Linked DNA regions of Hordeum vulgare: regions 2 and 3 are each linked to region 1. A link is a contact called in public Hi-C data. All regions are on one chromosome and are shown on one strand. Each heading gives the region's core, a stretch centred on a gene start, on an enhancer-like site or on the middle of the called end of the contact. The rest is flanking DNA. Distances are from core to core; before and after follow the strand shown. Region 1 holds the start of LOC123425954. Region 2 overlaps LOC123425953 (protein LAZ1 homolog 1-like). Region 3 holds the start of LOC123425953 (protein LAZ1 homolog 1-like).

Region 1 (2,954 bases), core at 437-2,936:
CAACATGACATAGTCTAGGCTATATATACACTCGTCTTCGCACAACCATACTAGTTATAAATAGCTAGAAATGTTGTGCGGCAATCCTTACCTCCATGCTACTTGGGTAATTAACATTTCCTACTCTTTCATTGGCTAGTGTACATACGATGGAAGTAACTTTTAACTACAACATGTGCCTGGACCGTGGAGGAAACATCTAACACGGTCTTCCTTATCAGGGGACATAAAAGTCCTTAGGACAATAATTAGCGCACGTTGATCCTGCTGAGCAAATACAGCAACGAGCAAAATCCTGCAGCCATTGAGGCTCGACAGCTAGCTGGTTAGAAACGAAAATAAATTACTTATCCTGGTTTTCGAATGGAGGATATATTGACATCTGAAACTGACCATGTGACCCTGCTCGTCCTCAGCAACCATTACTAACGTTACCATACAGATACAGGGACCATTCCAACTCAGCTACGCTACCAACAGTTCATAGTCTGTGGTGAGAGTAGTAAGTAAAACTTGGCACTTACGGTCTCCGGGAGCGCGGCGGCGTCCCGCATCAGGTGGTTGCCGGCGAGCGTCGCCGAGCAGGTCTGCGCCACACCGAGTCGGGTCGCCTGGATAAGGACAAAATTACGGGAAATGAAATCAGTAGAGCAGTTCGCATTTGGCATAATGTTTACTCTGTGTGCAGCAACTCTCAAACTAATGTTTTGCTTGTGTTCCAATTCCCAATAGTAGACACTGCATAAGTACTATAACAAAACAAATCTAGGCACTGACGCCAGGGAGAGTGATGCTTATAACTTATTCATTTAGACCTATTCTCTTCAAGTTCCCAAAGAAAGAAATCTCTACACCACACAAACCGCAACGACAGGGGATTCATCGCTACCGTCAATAAGTTGGAATCGGAACAAGAACACGAGGCAACAAGAAAACGAGATTTTTCCCGTTAGGATCACGCAAATCTGCAACAATGTTGCTGGAACCTACATACTGTAGAAGATATTCTGCTTCGAGGTCCTATAATTTGCACATCCATTTATTTAATCTGGTCAACTAGAACCATCAATCATGTTTTCAACATGTTCATTCAAATCAGGCTACATGCATGAGCAGAGGAGGCATTTGCAACGCAGGTGGGTTTTGAGTGAGCTGAGTGTACGATGATAAAAAATACTTTGAAACCATACCATACCAGCGAAGACAGCACGGGGTGGGGGAGGATTGCGTTGCCGAAAACAGTTCCGGTGCATTTTATTATCCGCTCACAGAGTGTTCAGCGAAATGCCACAACAAGCCCGAGGATCTGACGAGGCCCGAGAAGGTAGGCGGTGTCAGTCGCGAAGCATGGCGGCCGGGTCCCTGGACGGCCTGAGGCCGCCGTCGCCGTCCCCGGGGAGGTCGGGCTGGTCCTCCCAGGAGGCGTAGGCGGAAGCATCGGCAGCGGCGGCGTGGTGGGAGTCCATGGCCTCCTGGGCGCGGTCGAGGTAGGGCTTGAACCCGACGCGGTAGGAGAGGTAGGCGAAGGCGGCGGCGCCCAGCACCATGATGCCCGATCGGATCGCGTTCTGCCGCGCCCGCCCGCCACCCCTCATCCCTCGTCTCTCTTGGTTCTTTGGCTATCAGGTGGGTTGACGCAGATGACACCCCGCCCGGGATGGGATGCGGCCTGGAGAGGAACGGGAGGGAGGGTAGCGGTGCGATGGGGGGAGCGGCGGGGAGAGGAAGGGTGGGATGGGGGGATCCGAGGCTGTGAACTAGTGTTTGCCAGTTTAGGCTGCCGGTGGGGTATCTCGTTTCCAGCTTTTTTTCTGTACATAGATGGATGATTGGATGGATGTGTGATGGAGAGATGGATGGATGGATGGGCGCCATGTCATTGATCCGTGGGAATGGTTCTGATTGGTTTGGAAAATCAGTGATTGAAAATAGTTTTGAAGTACTAAAAATAGAGGAAAATTTGTGAAGTATCTATCAAAAATGTTTTTCAAAAGGCACCACACAAATTTTCACTAAAGTTAGACCACATTTTACGGATGAGGACCAATTTGTATGCATTTCTGATCTTTCTAGCTATTTTTAATCATTTTCCGAGTGGCAAAAATTGATTTTTTTGTGAAGAACCTATGAAATATTTGTTGCAAAATTGGACTCCATCATTTAAAAAAAATACTATGTCATATTTAATTTACAATTGACAATATGGTTGGGTGTTAACAGATTTTAGCCACCTCTACTGAAAAAGACAAATTGCCGTCGATTTAGTAGGAAGCGGGTCAAATTTGAACTAGAGGTGCCTCATAATTTTCTCATGATTTTTTTCTGAAATCATTTTTAGGTAAAGAAGTATGTGTTTAATCAAAGATCCAACAAAAATTTGGCAAAATTCAACCCCTAGCTATGAACGGTCATGCCCGACGTTTCGACCGCATTTTGAAATGGGCATAACAAATTAAAAAAAATCAAAAAAATGCAAAACCTTCGCGTTGTGTCATAATATGTGACCAAGTTACCAGGAAAAATAATAACTTGTAATACAGTGATTATTTTAAAAAAGTGTTTTCAGAAATGGGCTATCGTGTGTGAAGATTCATGGCTTTCAAGCCAAATGATCAATCTTATGGTCACATTCATGGCATAGTTTGTTGAAACGATCTAATATTATGCACAAGGGTGCATATTCGAATGGCAAACAATGTTGATTAAGGAAGTTTTCATTTTCCTTGTATGAAAAATTCATTTTCCATTTTTCAAGTGCCCGAAATGAGTTTTTTTGTCAAGGACCTACCATATATTTGTTTCAAAATTGTACCAAATCATTTTTCTAAAATACTAGGTCATATTTAATGTACAATTGACAGAATGGTTGGAAGTTAAAAGATTTTATCCACCTCTAGTGAAAAAGACAAATTGTCGCCGATTTAGTAGGAAGCGGGTCAAATTTGAACTGCAGC
Region 2 (2,840 bases), core at 54-2,553, 940 kb after region 1:
CTAGTAGTCGCGTAGTACCAGCCAGCGAGTCGGAGTCTATTGGCTGTGGGCACGAGAGAGAAAGGAGAGAGACCAGCGACCAACCAGGCCGAGGGAGGGGGCTGGGCTGAGGTGTCTAGCTAGGCCTAGGCCTAGGCCTGCGGTTGCACGTGATCCGAGGCCGCTTTGTCAGTCGCTTGCTCACCGACTGAATAAAGTTGCTCTGCTGCCACAAGGGAAAGCTTCGCAGTGTGAGTCCGCCTGTCGAGATTTTTTCTCCCTCCCCCTCGCCCCATTCATGAGCATGATCGCCTCTCTCTCTCTCTCTCTCTGCATCTTGGTGTCACTGTGCGATCTGGGGGCCCTGGATCGATCGATGGCCTGCCACCGCGTGCAGACAAGGTTTCCAGTTACGATACTCAGCGAGTATCGCTTTCCTTTTTTTTTTTTGAGGGAGTGCATCGCTTTCCTTTTGGCGTGCCATATGGTGGTGTCTGCCGTGGCATCATGCGCCAGTGCAGCGTTTTTTTTTTCTCTTGCCAAAATAATGATGCTGCTTAGTCATTTCGTTGGACCTTTGTGCTACACTACTACTTCTACTTCTTCTTCTTCTTCAAGAAAAATGAAACCTCCAAATCCTGCCCCGTTTCAAAAAGAAAACTGTGTTTGTGGTGAAATTTCAGGCAGCCGACGTAGTGGTAATTTCCAGCAATTCTCAGCCTCCGGTTCCTTTGGATTTGAAGTAGTAGCACAACTTCTACTACTCTGCTAGGTTCCTAGCCACAGTTCGCTTTCCTTTTGGCGTGCCATATGGTGGTGTCTGCCGTGGCATCATGCGCCAGTGCAGCGTTTTTTTTTCTCTTGCCAAAATAATGATGCTGCTTAGTCATTTCGTTGGACCTTTGTGCTACACTACTACTTCTACTTCTTCTTCTTCTTCTTCAAGAAAAATGAAACCTTCAAATCCTGCCCCGTTTCAAAAAGAAAACTGTGTTTGTGGTGAAATTTCAGGCAGCCGACGTAGTGGTAATTTCCAGCAATTCTCAGCCTCCGGTTCCTTTGGATTTGAAGTAGTAGCACAACTTCTACTACTCTGCTAGGTTCCTAGCCACAGTGGTAGGGTAGAGTAATAATGGAAGAGGGGCAAGAGGGGGAGTCTAGAGGAGACTGGGTAGGCTAGGACAAGAGGAGGAGTGAGATGAGACTTGTGACCATGGTTAAAAGCTGTAGTAGCGCTGATGAAAAGGTCACGGGACAAGGAGCCGTACTAGGAATCTACAGGAGTTGCACATGACCCCACGTACACTACACACACACCAGTCAGTGGCCGTGCCCACTTTGCCACTGTGTGCGGTCCGCTGCCCTTTCAGGTACCACCTATACCTATACAGTAGACAGACTGGACCCGAACCAATCACTTCCATGTTCCACTCTCTTTTCTCCTTTTTTCTGTCTTCGCATCTCCCTAGCGGTTAGCAGTCTCACAAATACTATGCGACCCATCCAAACCGCACCGCAACATACTATACTCTCTGGAAAATCCGAAAATGCTCAAGAACCAGGGAGCTCGTTTTCAAAATACAATTTTCTACAGCATGAAAAATATTGAAACTGTTAGTGAGCATTCATACACATGTATATCACCTATGTGCAGATTTTCTTAACAATATACTTCCACACGTCACGTACAAAACAAAAAACAAATACACATTTCTAAAATGGGCCGATTTCTGTTAGTTGGGCCGGAATACAGCCTACAAATCACAACATTTTCAGACCATCACACGATTCGTACTGTACACATATAAGTTTCCATGGAAAAAAGAAAAAAACCTTATGTAGTGTTGTGTTATGTTCAGCAAACAACAACATAGACACACCATGATTTCAGCAGGAAACCACATTTATTCAGGACTCCATCTTGGAGCGGGAAAACCCCAAAATTCTCCTTATTGGTGCATTACATAGTTTCACAGCGCAAATAACAGTGCCATTCCTGCATGTTCCTGAATCCTGGACATCTCGGTATTCTATTGTTCAACGTATAACGACTCACTCTACACATGCCCAAAAGGAAATGCATGTCCTATAGCATGTTGAATCCGTGTTCCCAGCACAAACACACAAAACCATACAAGAACAAGCTGCTTATGTTGCTTGGCGGATCATTCATTCTTCTTCTCGAATTTTGCCTTGTCAGCGCCACTGTACGGAGCAACGTGATATGCGTATTGCTGGAGAACTGAGAAGATGACCATTTCCAGGATAATCAAGACATTCTGGATTGCCTCCTGGATGTGCTCCACGTCCAGCCAGAAATGGTGAGATTGAATAAACCCTACAGCAGCCAAAACATCCAAGGCACAGCCCTGCAAAAACACAATACCGTTCAAGATTCAGGAGTTTGACCATATTTCATGTGACAAAAAGTACTCCACTGTGTTACAATTTGGAAGTGTTGTATTTAGCTATTTAATTTCCCACAGTGAACAATTGCATGTTAGAATGTCGCCGGAAGCATCCATAGACAACACGGTTCACCCGCAAGACAAGTCCACTGGAAATCTCTACTGCAACCAAGTTGTACGTTAAAAGGTTAAGCAGCGAACTGTTTTGTGCTCATAAATATTTATGGCAAGGCATGGGAAATTAAATTGCTGATGAAACTCCTAGATTGATAATCATCAGCTATAATAGCAAAATAAGGTGATCAAATATCATGCAGAACAAATCCAGAGAGTAGGTGCGAGAAGAAGCTTCATGCAAAATCATCACAAACAACATGGCAGGAACAGAAGGTCTAAACTATCAACATTACTAAACCAGTACCGCTTCCTCAACCAAATGTTCAGACGCAATCA
Region 3 (2,802 bases), core at 241-2,740, 960 kb after region 1:
TCCCACTTCAGCCCAAGGTGCAAGAGAGGGCCAAGGGGGGCAAACCCTAGGCGTGGGGGCTGCCTTGGGCGCCAAGCCCACCCTAGGGCGCCGCCCCTCCTCCACTTGGCCGCCGCCCCTCCCATCTAGGGCTGCCGCACCACCTAGGGCGCACCCTCCTCCCTCTCCTCCTATATAAACCCAATGGTTTGGGGCTGTTGGACATACAATTCCACCTCTCCCTCGGCGCAGCCCTATCTCTCCTCTTCCTCATCCTCCGTAGCGCTTGTCGAAGCCCTGCCGGAGTACCACACAGCTCCACCGTCACCACGTCATTGTGTTGTCGGAGCTCTCCCTCAACCTCTCCTCTCTCCTTGCTGGATCAAGGCGTAGGAGACATCACCGGGCTGCACGTGTGTTGAACGCAGAAGTGTCGTTGTTCGACGCTTCGATCGGAATCCACCGCGATCTGAATCGCTGCGAGTACGACTCCATCAACCGCGTTCTAGTAACGCTTCAGCTTAGCGATCTTCAAAGGTATGAAAATGCTCTACCCCTTTGCTCGTTGTTGGTTTCTCCTAGATAGATCCTTCTGAAGCGTAGGAATTTTTTTGAAATTACTACGTTCACCAATAGTGGCATCCCGAGCCGCACACCCTACCGATCTTGGTTTCGCGCAGTTCTAACGGGAAGCGCCACCACCACCTCGCCCACTCTCTGTCATCACCACCATCGCCATCCACCATGGCGACCCCATCGGGCTCCTCGAACCAAGGTGAAGGTAAACCCACCGTTAATCTCTAAGCCTACTCGATCCAAAGTCTATCAGACACTGTAAACTGTATACAGGGTAAATTACTTGTCACCCCAAACAAACTTCCATAACATGTGCATTTTCTTAAAACGATGACACGATGGACAGTAAATTGCATTTGCAGGTAGGCAGGTACTGACCCGAGATAATAACACTACCAAGAACTTGACCGAAACACTACCAAATTGCAAATTCGCTCATGCCATCGCCCTCGCCGCACACAGCAAAACGGAGCAAAAGCAGAGTTAGGGCAAGAGCACGCCACCGCATGAGATGCCAGCGGCACGAACACAGACTCCTCGAGCCTGAGCGGCCGGCGCGGCTAAATCCGTGCACCTTGGCCACGGCGACCGTGCTGTTGGTGCACGAGGCGGCAGCAAAATCGGAAGCCGGCGACGGGGCGGCGCTGAAATCGGGAGACGGCGATGGCATCGAGAATCGCAAGCAGGCAAGGATGGACGCGCTAAGCGGATCAAAACAAAGAAACCCCGGAACCAAGGGATCCACCGACAGAATGAAACCGCCGGTTTGCTGTCTGCGGGGAGAGGAGAGAGAACTCTCACCTTGTTGAAGGATCTCCATGCCGGCGGAGGAGCTCAGGGGCAGAGCTTCTCTCTCTCTCTCGGTTCCTGCTCCGGTGCAGCCGTGCAGAGACTTGTTTGTTCTCCTCGCGACCCGCGTGGGAGCAGGTTTTTTCTGCGAGGGGTCATAGCGTAGAACCCTCTAACCCTCAAATTCTAAAAAATAACCGCTTTTTTTAAATTTTCGTCGACAAAACGACGTATACTAGAACCCTTAAATTCTTAAACCCGTAAAAAAATTAAAGGTCCAATCCGCAAACGTCATCGCAGCCTGTGGAAGTGAGGGTTGGGGGGAGAAACTGTCCCCGACCTGCACTCCACTTCCTCTCCAGCGCGAGAGGGAAGTTTCAGCTCCCTCCCTCGATCCGCCGCCGCTCCGCTCCGACCGCCCCGGCCGCCCATCCGCCGCCGCTTTCCCGCCCCGCCGCAGCCCCTCCGCAGCGCCGCCACTGCCGCAGCACCACGCCGCCCCTGCCGCCCCGCCGCCGCCTCGTCCCCGCCGAACCTCCGCAGCCCCGCAGCGCCGCCCCGTCCCCGCAGCCCCTCCGCAGCCCCAGCCTCCCCTCCGCTGCCGCCGGCCGACCCTCCGCAGCGTCGCCCCGTCCAGGCCGCCCCTCCCAGCGCCGCCTCCCCGGCCGGCCCTTTGTAGCACCGAAGTTTGAGGTACACATTTTTGCTATTTTGCTTCATTTTTACATTTTTGTTTCATTGGACATTACTCACAATTGTTGCCGCTCACATTGTAGATGTACTCGTTTTTGGGACAAAAAAACCTTGGTGAACATCATGAAATGTTGTGTGATTCTACACAACATGATCCTAGAGGATGAGAGAGGGTTAAACCTCCCTTGCTTCTATGATAATGTTGGTACCCGTGTGCAACCGGAAAGAAACCCTTCTCGCATACACGCCTTTCTTCAAGCACATCGTGAGATTAAGGATGCAACCATTCATGGTCGTCTCCGGGATGATCTAGTAGAGCACCACTGGCAGTTGGATGGGCGGCGTACTGGCCCATGATGTATCTTTGTTTTACTTTTCTATGTCCTATTTGATTCGAACAATTGTTGTAATTTGCTGAAACATTGTTTTATGTTGTTATTTGCTCAAACATTGTTGTAATGATTTGAATGATTATTGTTTTATTCGGTGTTGTAATAATAACTAGAATGATTATTGTTTTATGTTAAATGTGATTGAATTTGTGATATGTCATATGATGAAATGTGATGAAATGTGTGATATATGAATGACAGTTTTAAGGTTTGGGGTTGGGACAAAGACTGGAACTCTCAAACCCAACCCTTATAACGGAATATTCTATAAGGGTTGGGTTTGAGGGTTCTAGTCTTTACCCCTGTTTTTCAACCCTTAAAAGTGTCAAAAATGTGCAATTCTCAACCCTTAAAACTGGTTTTTGTTTTAAGG

Evidence for each region. Hi-C and Micro-C count contacts between places; a contact is called where the count stands out from the background.
Region 2: a Hi-C map of leaf shows a contact between it and region 1, with 5 times the contacts expected there. The contact joins the enhancer-like site here to the promoter of LOC123425954 in region 1. A contact is called at or near these places in 2 of 6 Hi-C or Micro-C datasets (leaf and seedling) and 1 of 1 datasets of contacts at active chromatin or transcription factors (embryo).
Region 3: a contact with region 1 is called in a Hi-C map of an unstated tissue, with 10 times the contacts expected there. The contact joins the promoter of LOC123425953 here to the promoter of LOC123425954 in region 1. A contact is called at or near these places in 2 of 6 Hi-C or Micro-C datasets (leaf and an unstated tissue) and 1 of 1 datasets of contacts at active chromatin or transcription factors (embryo).

What each region holds. Positions count from the first base shown.
Region 1 is chr2H:231,212,317-231,215,270 of MorexV3_pseudomolecules_assembly, reverse strand. LOC123425954 reads right to left here and starts at 1,686. Exons shown (of 4, transcript XM_045109731.1): 1 at 1,191-1,686; 2 at 525-611. The coding sequence starts at 1,253.
Region 2 is chr2H:230,269,269-230,272,108 of MorexV3_pseudomolecules_assembly, reverse strand. It overlaps LOC123425953 (protein LAZ1 homolog 1-like), which reads right to left. Exons shown (of 5, transcript XM_045109730.1): 5 at 1,865-2,348. The coding sequence ends at 2,145. Among protein-coding and RNA genes, the nearest start is that of LOC123425953, 16 kb to the right of the region's middle. Within about 2 kb of position 1,303, at least 3 of the 3 cell types and tissues checked have open chromatin away from gene starts, as enhancers often do. A contact at or near this core is called in leaf and seedling, where this site is marked.
Region 3 is chr2H:230,253,290-230,256,091 of MorexV3_pseudomolecules_assembly, reverse strand. LOC123425953 (protein LAZ1 homolog 1-like) reads right to left here and starts at 1,490. Exons shown (of 5, transcript XM_045109730.1): 1 at 1,357-1,490. The coding sequence starts at 1,375.